Linked DNA regions of Rattus norvegicus: region 1 is linked to region 2. Evidence: chromatin contacts called from public Hi-C data. All regions are on one chromosome and are shown on one strand. Each heading gives the region's core, a stretch centred on a gene start, on an enhancer-like site or on the middle of the called end of the contact. The rest is flanking DNA. Distances are from core to core; before and after follow the strand shown.

Region 1 (4,779 bases), core at 1,205-3,704, 64 kb before region 2:
AGCACTCCTGAAGTAGTTGTCCCTGAAGCTCTTGGCATCCATGCAGTCTTGTTCAAACAGTAGTGACCCTGAAAATGCCTCATACCATGAACAAGGGGCCAGGTTGTCACCACCTCTGTGAATCTATATGGCAAGTAGTGTGGATGAGTTGCTGGAAGGAGGAAGCTTGACTATTATAGTTCCCGTCACACCCATTAGCTTTCCAGCTCTTACACCCAATGGTAACATCACCAAATCAAGAGTCCAAAGACCAGTGGAGCTGCCAATCCACTGCACACAGGAGCCCACAGTTAGGAGGAGCTGTCCTGTTCTGCACTTAACCCCACCTCCCCACACCCCCAGGCAGCCACAGATAACAAGGAGCCAATGCAGGTTGTACAGGTTTATTTTCCAATACCAGTGAGACATACAAGAGCAGCGCTTTTCTGAGCAGCCCCGTGGACCAGACCACTGTCAAAGGTCGCACAAGAGGAGGACTGGACATGCTTAGCTCCTGCTCCTGGTCTTTGGTAAAGAGACTTCTGAGCACACAACATGGACTTGGCCAATACTGAATTCACTACCAGTTCCTCACTCATACTTCATGGATCCCCCAGCCCCCTCCCCACCAAAAAGAGAGCCACCTCATGAAATGGCAGAGAGGCAGCTTACAAAGAAAATGAGACTTGCTCAAGGCACACAAATTTTTATACTTCATACAGAAACACTCACACAAGACGACAGACCTAAATTAAACAAGGACTCCCAACTTTCAAGTAAAAATACAGAAATGGTAGGAACCAGAATGAGGTCAGACAAATACAAAGGGCATCTACTTGATGGAACCATGTTAGGAGAGAGGCAGGCAGCAGGCATGGCTTTGTTCCCCTGAAACCTACTGTCAAAAGTAAGTCAAAAGGAGCCTAGCGATCCCCAATATTGCTTTGACAGGTGATGACCCTGGAGCCAGATCCAGAAGCCTGTCTCGGGGTTGTCCAAGGAACTCACCCATGAATCCAGGACTTAACACTGGTGATGACAATTTGTCATATGTGGCGGCAGCGCAGCCACTCAAGGCTGGAAGAGAATAGATACAAGGAACAAGACATGTTCGATCAATGGTGTCTGTGGCGCGCAGACTGCAGGAGATTCCCTGGTGACACAGGTGACAAGGCACAGGGCCAACCATAGGTCACAAGTCAGTAACTTCCTTCTCACATCAGGCAACACAGCACTCAGTGGTTTTGACAGTTGGTGCACGGAAGTAGACAACACCATTTTAATCAAGGGTGCTGAAGACGTAAACTAAGGAAGAGACGTTCATGTTCTCTGTACAATACATCCATTTACAGAATTGGCCAATACTGTGTACAACATATAAATACAGGATAAAACGTTAGAGGTGCATAGAGCATACTTACAGAAGCGAAAAGGTTCACTTTATACATCCAAGAATAGAGTTAAAATATAAAAATAAGAAACAGACTGCTTGGAAATGTAAAATGACTTTCACATACACAAGTGCATGGGTGCCCACTCCCACGGAATCAAATGTGACGGGTGGGTGGCAAGCAGGAGTCCCCTGCAAACATCTGTACAGTTGACTCTGAAGTCTACAGATGGCATTTCCACAGCAGACAGCCCTATTTCCAGACCCCATTGTCCAAGAAGGGCTATTCAAGCTTCCAAGAGAATCCGTGGATCCCTGGGTTACAGATTAAAGTTCCAAACTGGGTGAAGCACCAGAACCAAAGGTCAACTTGGCTCCATCAACTGGCAAATGACAGAAATATGACATCTAAGTCATTGGGTGTTTGATCCCCTGGTGGATAAAGACGGAAGTTACTTTAACCCTGTGTGGCTTCTGCAACCATCAACTCCCCAAGCTAAGCAGCAGATGGCAGGGAGGGCAGTGGAAGACGGACATTCCTGCTCAGTGCAGGCAGGGGAGTTCCATCCATGGAGAACCCAACCTTCCTGCTTCAATTTCAAGTCCATTTGGGTGTCAGACAGGTTGCCCTGCCACACTGTACTGCCTGACTACAAGAGGGTTTAGGCTGGATGGTCTTAGGCAACCATAGTGCCCCCTTCTCCTGGAAAACCCTTCTGGCAAGGCTAGAAGGGTGCCAAGTGACAGAGGGCTTCAGCACTATAAATTTCATGGGGAGGCAAGATTTATCTCATCTAGAGTGAGAGTTCATTATATCAGTGATATTCTGTATACAGATTTAAGATCAACCATTATTAAAATACACACACTAAATGTACAATGTTTCCAATGGCCATAATTTATTATCTCACCACAAGGCACAATACACAGAGCTTTGAAGGTCCAATGCAGTCGTCGTGGCAGAACGCTCCGCAGCCTTGGCACATGATCATGGCTTTCAGGCTGCATGCACACTGGAGAGAGATGCTTTCTACTGCACTGCTGTCAGTGAACATCTGTAGGGACAGTGATGCAGTGTGGCCTGTACCAAAGCTGGCTTTGTGGCTCAGCTGCACCACACCACCAGCGAGGCCTCTGGGAAAGGCGGCCGAGCTGGAGGAGTAATTAAAGCTGCTGGGACTCAGCTGCAGTTTGGAAAACTTCCCGTACAAAGCCTGCTTGATGCTGAGTTGGGAGGGGATGGAAGGCGGCTCCAGGGGCTGACTGAACCCTTTCCCTGGCTCTCTGGGTAATTTCCAGAAAGGCAGGTCCACAACAAAAGGCATTCCTTGCAAGTGACCCACTAGTTCCAGAGAACTGTACCCTGCAGCTTTTCTGTTCTCTGCATCTGCTTTAATGGGATCCCTCAAAAATGTCTGCTCTGTCTTGATGCTGCCAGCAGAGACAGCTGGTGGTTTGGGCGTCCTGTTTTCCCTTGCAGTCTGCACACCATCAGGCACAGAGTTTTTGCTTGGTTCTATCTTCCTACTGGGAAACACTGGAGGGACCTCAGCAGGTAGTGGTATCTGCTCTTCAGACCTAGGGTACTGAAGGGTGGCAACTGTATTCCTAGGACCAAACAGTTTCTTCTCGCGACCACCAACATCGTTCTGATCACTCAGGGTCCCATCTGTCTGCTCAGAACCAAAGGAGAGGCTCACATTTGTGGAGGAGAAACATGGCACTTTGGAGGTAGTGTGATCTCCTAGAAACTGGCCTGGGGCAGCACCCGGATCACTGCCTTGAGACAGGGAATGGGCTTCTTTCTGCTCTTCACAAAGGAAGGAAGAGAGATGCTCTTTGGAATCGATTTCTTCCAGGTTGCTAGAGGAAGGTGTCAGTTCTGTCACTGGATGCTGGGAGTCTGAACTTGGAACCAACCTGGCAATCTTCTGGGACATTCCAGGAGCTTTGGAGGCCTTTGCCCTGACAAGACCAGCACTTGCTCCATAGCTTTGGGCCAGAATAGACTCTTTCAATGTTTGTACAGAACCAGGGTTGCTTCTGGCAACTAGGTGATTGTCTCCCCCTGTACCTTGCAGAGTGCCTCTATCCTGGTTCTGTTCTCTAAGTGGCAGATGTGGGGATTCAGGTTGGTTGCTTCTATGACCTGGAGCAAGAACCTTCTCCAGGGGCAAATTACCATGCAGCAGGTGCATCACAAGTGGGTTTGTAACCTCCGCTGAAGAACCAGGCTTTGGTGGGCACACAGACCGGGGCTGGCACTCAGTACTGGACAGCAGCAGGGAGTCTGGGATCTTGTGGGGGACTGCACATACTCTAGATACCCAGCTCTGAGGAGTAGCCACCCCTTCTGTCCTTGTAAGCACACTTAGGTCAGTGCTTGCCTTGGACAGTGAGGCAGATGGATCCCAGTCCTGTTTTTCACTCCCACCCAACAACCCTTTTACCACTGTGATTTCACATGCATCAACCTCACTGCTGTCCTCAGAAAAGTGGCCTTCAGAGTCAGAGGCTGTATCTGTGGATTCGTTGTGAGGACTCAGTATGTCAGAGATGCCGTTCATTTCCAGTCTTTCAAGGTCTACCTGCTGACTGTCACTGCAAGTGCTGCCCAGGACTCCTGGAGGAGGTGCAGTCCAGTGTGAAGCACAGCTCTCATGGTAGGGCAAAACTTCTGCATGCCCCCCAGGCATGGCAGCCACAAGGGGAACAGTTCTCTCCCACCCTTTTCCATCCTGGGGTTCCAGACATGGTGCATTTTCTCTGGCTTCTGGATAAGATTCTTTTATTACCTCATAATTTGACAGAATGGGTACCCAGGAGCCAGGACTACCAGATACAAAAGCCTCAGTTTTCAAAGTTTCTTGTCTACTCTCCCTTATGTGGGGGCCTGTGGCACCAACTCCTAATTCATCATCAGAAGGTCTATCCTGTAGGGAGTTAGCCAATGACAATTCAGATATAAAAGCAGGTGTCATATTTACAGGCTCCTTCATATTATCAAAGATCTGGTCATTTCCTCCTCCTAGTATATCTCCCAATGGAGACTGTCCAGAACTACCCTCTGAGGGAACGGTGGGTCCTTGGTCTTCACCACCCTTCTCCCAGGAAGGAGTACGAGGCTCACACTCAGTCCTATCATCTGGAAGCAACTTAGCCTGCTCTGCTAACATCTCAGCCACTGGAGTTTGGGAGGACAAAGGGGGCAAAGCCTGACAGGGCTGGTCTCCAGTGGGAGCAACAGGGGGTTGGGAGGCATCTTCCAGTCCACTTGTAAGCACACCCGGGGCCCTCGTCAACAGGCCGTTCTCTTCCTTTCTGAGAGAAGCAGAGTCCTCTCCTTTGGCTCTGACCATGGCGGCATCAGCCTGAGTGTGCTCTCCATTCAGAGGACAAGACGGCAGTAG
Region 2 (4,497 bases), core at 1,405-3,904:
TTCTACTCCTCCAACCTGAAGCAAGGACCTACATACCCAGCCAACCTGAGCCAAAGCGGATCTCTCGCTCTCCAAGTCAGGGTCATTTCTCAAACAGAAAAGAACATGAGCCTGTACCTGTAGGCGCCTAGAAGCTGGGCACACAAAGCCTCTCATTCACCTGTCTGTCCATCTCCTGGCAAGACTGCCTCACTGACACCACACACTTTTGTCCCAGCAATTCCTTTGTTCCACCCCATTTGCACACATTGCACATAATAAATTCACATCCATGTAGTTTTTCTATCCTCCCTCAGCCACTCTTTTTTCATCAGCTTCTGCATATACAGACTCTATGACAAGCCTACCTACATTCCACTAACTGTTCAAGGCTCAGCCCTGAAACTACCTTCCCTCTGGAAGCACACCCTAATCTATGTCAGCAGAGTCAAATCTCTCTTTTTCAGTAACCCCACAGTCCACAGTAAAAATGTAAATTATCTCCCAAGCTGGGATACTTAAAAGGGAAGTGAGGAACTAATCATATTTATTACCAAGATACCTATTTAACTCTCTGTCTCTCCAGTAGCATGTAAGCCTGTAGTTCTGTTCATGTACCTGAATCAATCAATCAATCAAAAAATATCTCTCTCTCTCCCTCTCCCCCCCCCCATCTTCTGAGGACTAGAAGCTCCTCCTCTTCATTGTCTAGGATTACCCAAGTGCCAAACAGGCAAGGCTGATTTAACCTATAATGAGCCTTAGTACGGTTACTGATGTTCACTGTTACAAGATACCACTTCTTTGATACCAGCTGAGCTAGCAAATCTACAAGGGAGAAAGAAGCATGACTGAAAAAATACCTGCTAATTATTTAAATAGTAGCCAGAAAGAGCTTGAGAATCTTGAAACAGAAGATAACAAAACTTTCTAAAGAGAAGTTACATCTAAAGATATAAATTGTATATAAACTACTAGTTTTCAGAACAATCCAGCAGTGTTCTATTGCCAGTCTTTCTAGACCACACATTTTTAGAAGAAAAAACTTTTTTCTACTTGAAAGGAAAAAAAGTTTGATATAAGAATGGTCAGCCATGAATCTGAGCAAAAATAAAGCATGCAATGTAGCGTTTCTCAAAACCCAGAGGAATCAATCTATGTAAGAGTGGTACACAATTTAAAAGAAAATCTCCTGGGCTGTTTCTCCCAAATTGTTCCTAACATGCTGGCCTATTTATTTACTCGACACCTCTACTTCAGAGAGCTAGAAAAACCACATTACACAGTAAGGCCTCTGATAGAAGAATGTCCACTTCTTAAAACTAACAACTGCAAAAACCCACCTGCAGGGGTCTGCTACTCTGCTGGAATTCTCCAGAATCCTATAAGCTTTCCTACACCAAACTGGCATATATAAGATTATTATCTACTCGCCAATTTGATCAAGGCCAGGAGTGATTAGAAGCTCCCACCTGACAAGCACATGGCGTCGCCACTACATTTAATATGAACCGTCCAAAAGCAATTACGAATAGTAATCCTGTGACAAAACTAACTGCACTGCCATTGTAGCTCACTGTTTGCCAGGTGTCCCTTTATGAAGTAAAAGCAAACTCCCCAGCACTCAGTGAGACAGGACTTTTTTTTAATGGGAAGATTTCATCTCCAGTCATCCAACAAACCCCAACAAAAGCACAGAAAATTCTAAAACACAAACCACATAAAAGATATGCAAAATTGCACACCATGTTCCCACAAGTCCTCTTTCAAACGTACAACTACGCCACAAAGAAATTCCTGTCCAGATTACTATTTTTAACTGAAGAGCCACAGAAAAAAAAGAGAAATAACTTAAGATAATTGAGCTTGAAGGTGAGCCAATGATAAAATAGAAATAGCAACCTTAACCTTGGAATTCAAACCACAGTAAATTTAAGAGCTTAAAGAGGCTTAAAATAACAGTGGGATTCCAAACTGCTAGAGCCTTTCTACTAATAAGAGCCCAAAGAGCTTTGAGATGAGAAGATTTCAGAATTGTCAGGACGTAAATAACACAAGATTTGAAGGTACTTTCACCTACCTCTAACAAGTAGAGTTCTGGCAAGCACATTTTCTTTGGGTGCCCAGAGTCATAAACACCTGCACACAGAAACTCAGAACTTCAATGAACAGTCAAGATTCAACAACCTCCATGATAAAATAAAACATCCTACATTTCACCTTTCTCCTCAGCTCCTTCAGACCTAAATTTGTTAAGTGAAGCATGGTTGAAGAAACCCTAAAGTTCCAAGATCATAAAAACTAGCCAAAGGTTCTCATTTTGATTGAATCACAAAAGGAAAAATACACCACCTAGGAGTTTCAATTTTCTTATGCCAAGCAAAAAATAAACCGAACTACATCTTTCACACAAACAATCCCTGTTTCTGTTCCCAGGGTAACAGGAGAAGAGAGATGATCAGGAATATCAGTGGAAATTCTCTGGTAGCTCAAACAGCCATGGGTAAATGAATAACCGGCTTTCAGACTCCAAGAAAAAGGTTCACTCGAGATCTTTATCGACCTCCAACACTTTTGAGGCAGACAGAACTCACTTTCCAGTAAAAGGAACAGCTAGAAAGCTGAGCTTCACTCACTCCATCATTAAACTTAAATTATAACAATTACACATAAAATGCAGGGCGTCAACAGAAAAGTAGGATGCACCCATAACCCTGCACTGTGGCAGTCTGAGGAAGTGACATCTCCGAGATAACCTATTAGAACTGTCCTCAGCAACATTTCCTAAGAACATGCCTCACTCAGATCTTTTTGGCTTTGTATTTTTTAAGTCCAAAAGGAAGCTTTCTCACAAGTCTACTGGAGCCTGGGAAACAGAAAATCCACAAATCCTCTGGGCAGGTAGCTAGCTCAAGAACCTATTTACTTTTTTTTTTTTTTAAACTAAACCCTCAGAAGCCTCGAACAGATAACACATTCTTTGCAAAGTGTATTCAGTTCCTCTACAAAGTGCCTACCCCCATCGCAGTCACAGGGGTTCAGTTTGATTTGAATGTTCGAGGGTCACCTGCATTAAGAATCTCTTAAGCAGCTGGCTAAAGTACTGTTTCTCAGCGGAATCTCGAGTTCAGTGTGTTTAAAATGGGCCCTAGAAGCAGTGTTTTAAACAAAGTCCGCAGGTATACTCCCACTGGGCACTCTACTTTGAGAACCACTACCTAGGGTTCAGATTGATTCTTAGCAATTCTTTCCGACACACACCTGGTTTAAATTGCCAACGCTCTAAATGCTTCTCATGTCCTTGAAACCAGGGGCACTTTCCCACCCCCGCGGTGTCCAGTGACCCACTCCACTGCCCACGAAGAAGTAAGGGAAGTACTTCCGACCTTTCCCGGAAATCTAACTCCCTCAGAAGAATAAACGGCGCTACCCGGGACCCCCTGCTGCTGCCAACGTGGGGGAGGGGAGGCTGGAGCCCGGGCGCTCGGAGGGGAGGAGCTGCTTGCCAGCTCGCCCCTCCGCAGGAATTCAGGGGGGTGTGCAGAAAAAGGCGCCCCAGCCTACTCAGGCCGGGGACCTTAGGAGCTCCACACCCGGGCGGCCCCGCCCCCTGCTGCGGTGGGCAGGGCCTCGCCCCTCCCCCGCCCCGGGAGCCGCGCGGGAGCCCACCTCCTAGACCCCCCGCTGCGCCCCCCCCGGGCGGCTCGCCTCACCAGGCGCGCGGCCTCGGCCCACGTGCGCTCCTTCTTCTTCTTCTGTTTGTCCTTCATCCTCCTCCGCGGCGGCGGTGGCGGCTCCACGCGGGTCCTTCGGGCGGGGCGGGCTGGGGCGGTGGCGGCGCGGGGCTGGGGTGGAGGCGGCAGCGACGGGGGGCGCGTGGCGGCGGCGCGTGCGAGGACTCGGGTGCGGCCGGAGAGGGCGGGCGCACCGGCACTGGCTGGCGCGAGACCCGGCGCGAGGGTGGCGCTGGGGGAGGGGCGGCGGCTCCACGCGCCCGCGCTGCGTCAGTCGCCCACGGTGGCAGCGGCAGCCCCGCGATGGCTAAGGAATGCGGCGGCTCCGCATAACCACGGGGTCAGAGGTCACGGGTCCGGCCTCCGCTTTCCCGCGCTGCTGGGAAACGGAGAGCGGACTAGTGGCGGGCCGAGATGGCGAAACGCAGCTTCCCTTTCGACGCTCGGATGCGTGCGTGTCTGCCGTGGGTATGTGTGTGTATGTGTGTGCCCGCGTGTGTGTGTGAGAGAGAGAGAGAAGAGTGAGGAGGGGGAGTGTGGTTTTTTTTTTTTTGAACAAAAACAAACCGAAAGGGTGGCTGGGATTTGTAGTCCTTACTGGCTCCCTGGCCTACGCCTCTCCGGAAGAAAATGGCTGCCTGAAGTGCTTGGACCACATTTCCCGTAGTGCCCCGGGTCTCTGTTTTCCGCCCACTCTCTTCCGTACCCCGCTGGGCTCCTAGCTTGGTAAAGAAGGGGGCGGGAAGTCGGTCAGGAAAGGATGGGGCGGGGTCTCGCGAGGTTC

The links. A called contact is a pair of places that touch in the nucleus more often than the background predicts.
Region 1: a Hi-C map of Schwann cells shows a contact between it and region 2, with 3 times the contacts expected there. The contact joins the enhancer-like site here to the promoter of LOC134486328 in region 2. A contact is called at or near these places in 4 of 12 Hi-C or Micro-C datasets (Schwann cells, hepatocytes, liver and 1 more).

What each region holds. Positions count from the first base shown.
Region 1 is chr3:162,337,331-162,342,109 of GRCr8, reverse strand. It overlaps Asxl1 (ASXL transcriptional regulator 1), which reads right to left. Exons shown (of 13, transcript NM_001427647.1): 13 at 368-4,779. The coding sequence ends at 2,272. Among named protein-coding and RNA genes, the nearest start is that of Asxl1, 66 kb to the right of the region's middle. Within about 2 kb of position 2,454, at least 16 of the 93 cell types and tissues checked have an H3K27ac peak or open chromatin away from gene starts, as enhancers often do. A contact at or near this core is called in Schwann cells, where this site is marked.
Region 2 is chr3:162,273,559-162,278,055 of GRCr8, reverse strand. It overlaps LOC134486328, which reads left to right and starts at 2,654. Exons shown (of 4, transcript XM_063285211.1): 1 at 2,654-2,674; 2 at 3,562-4,181. The coding sequence starts at 2,654. It overlaps Asxl1 (ASXL transcriptional regulator 1), which reads right to left and starts at 4,228. Exons shown (of 13, transcript NM_001427647.1): 1 at 3,693-4,228. The coding sequence starts at 3,749.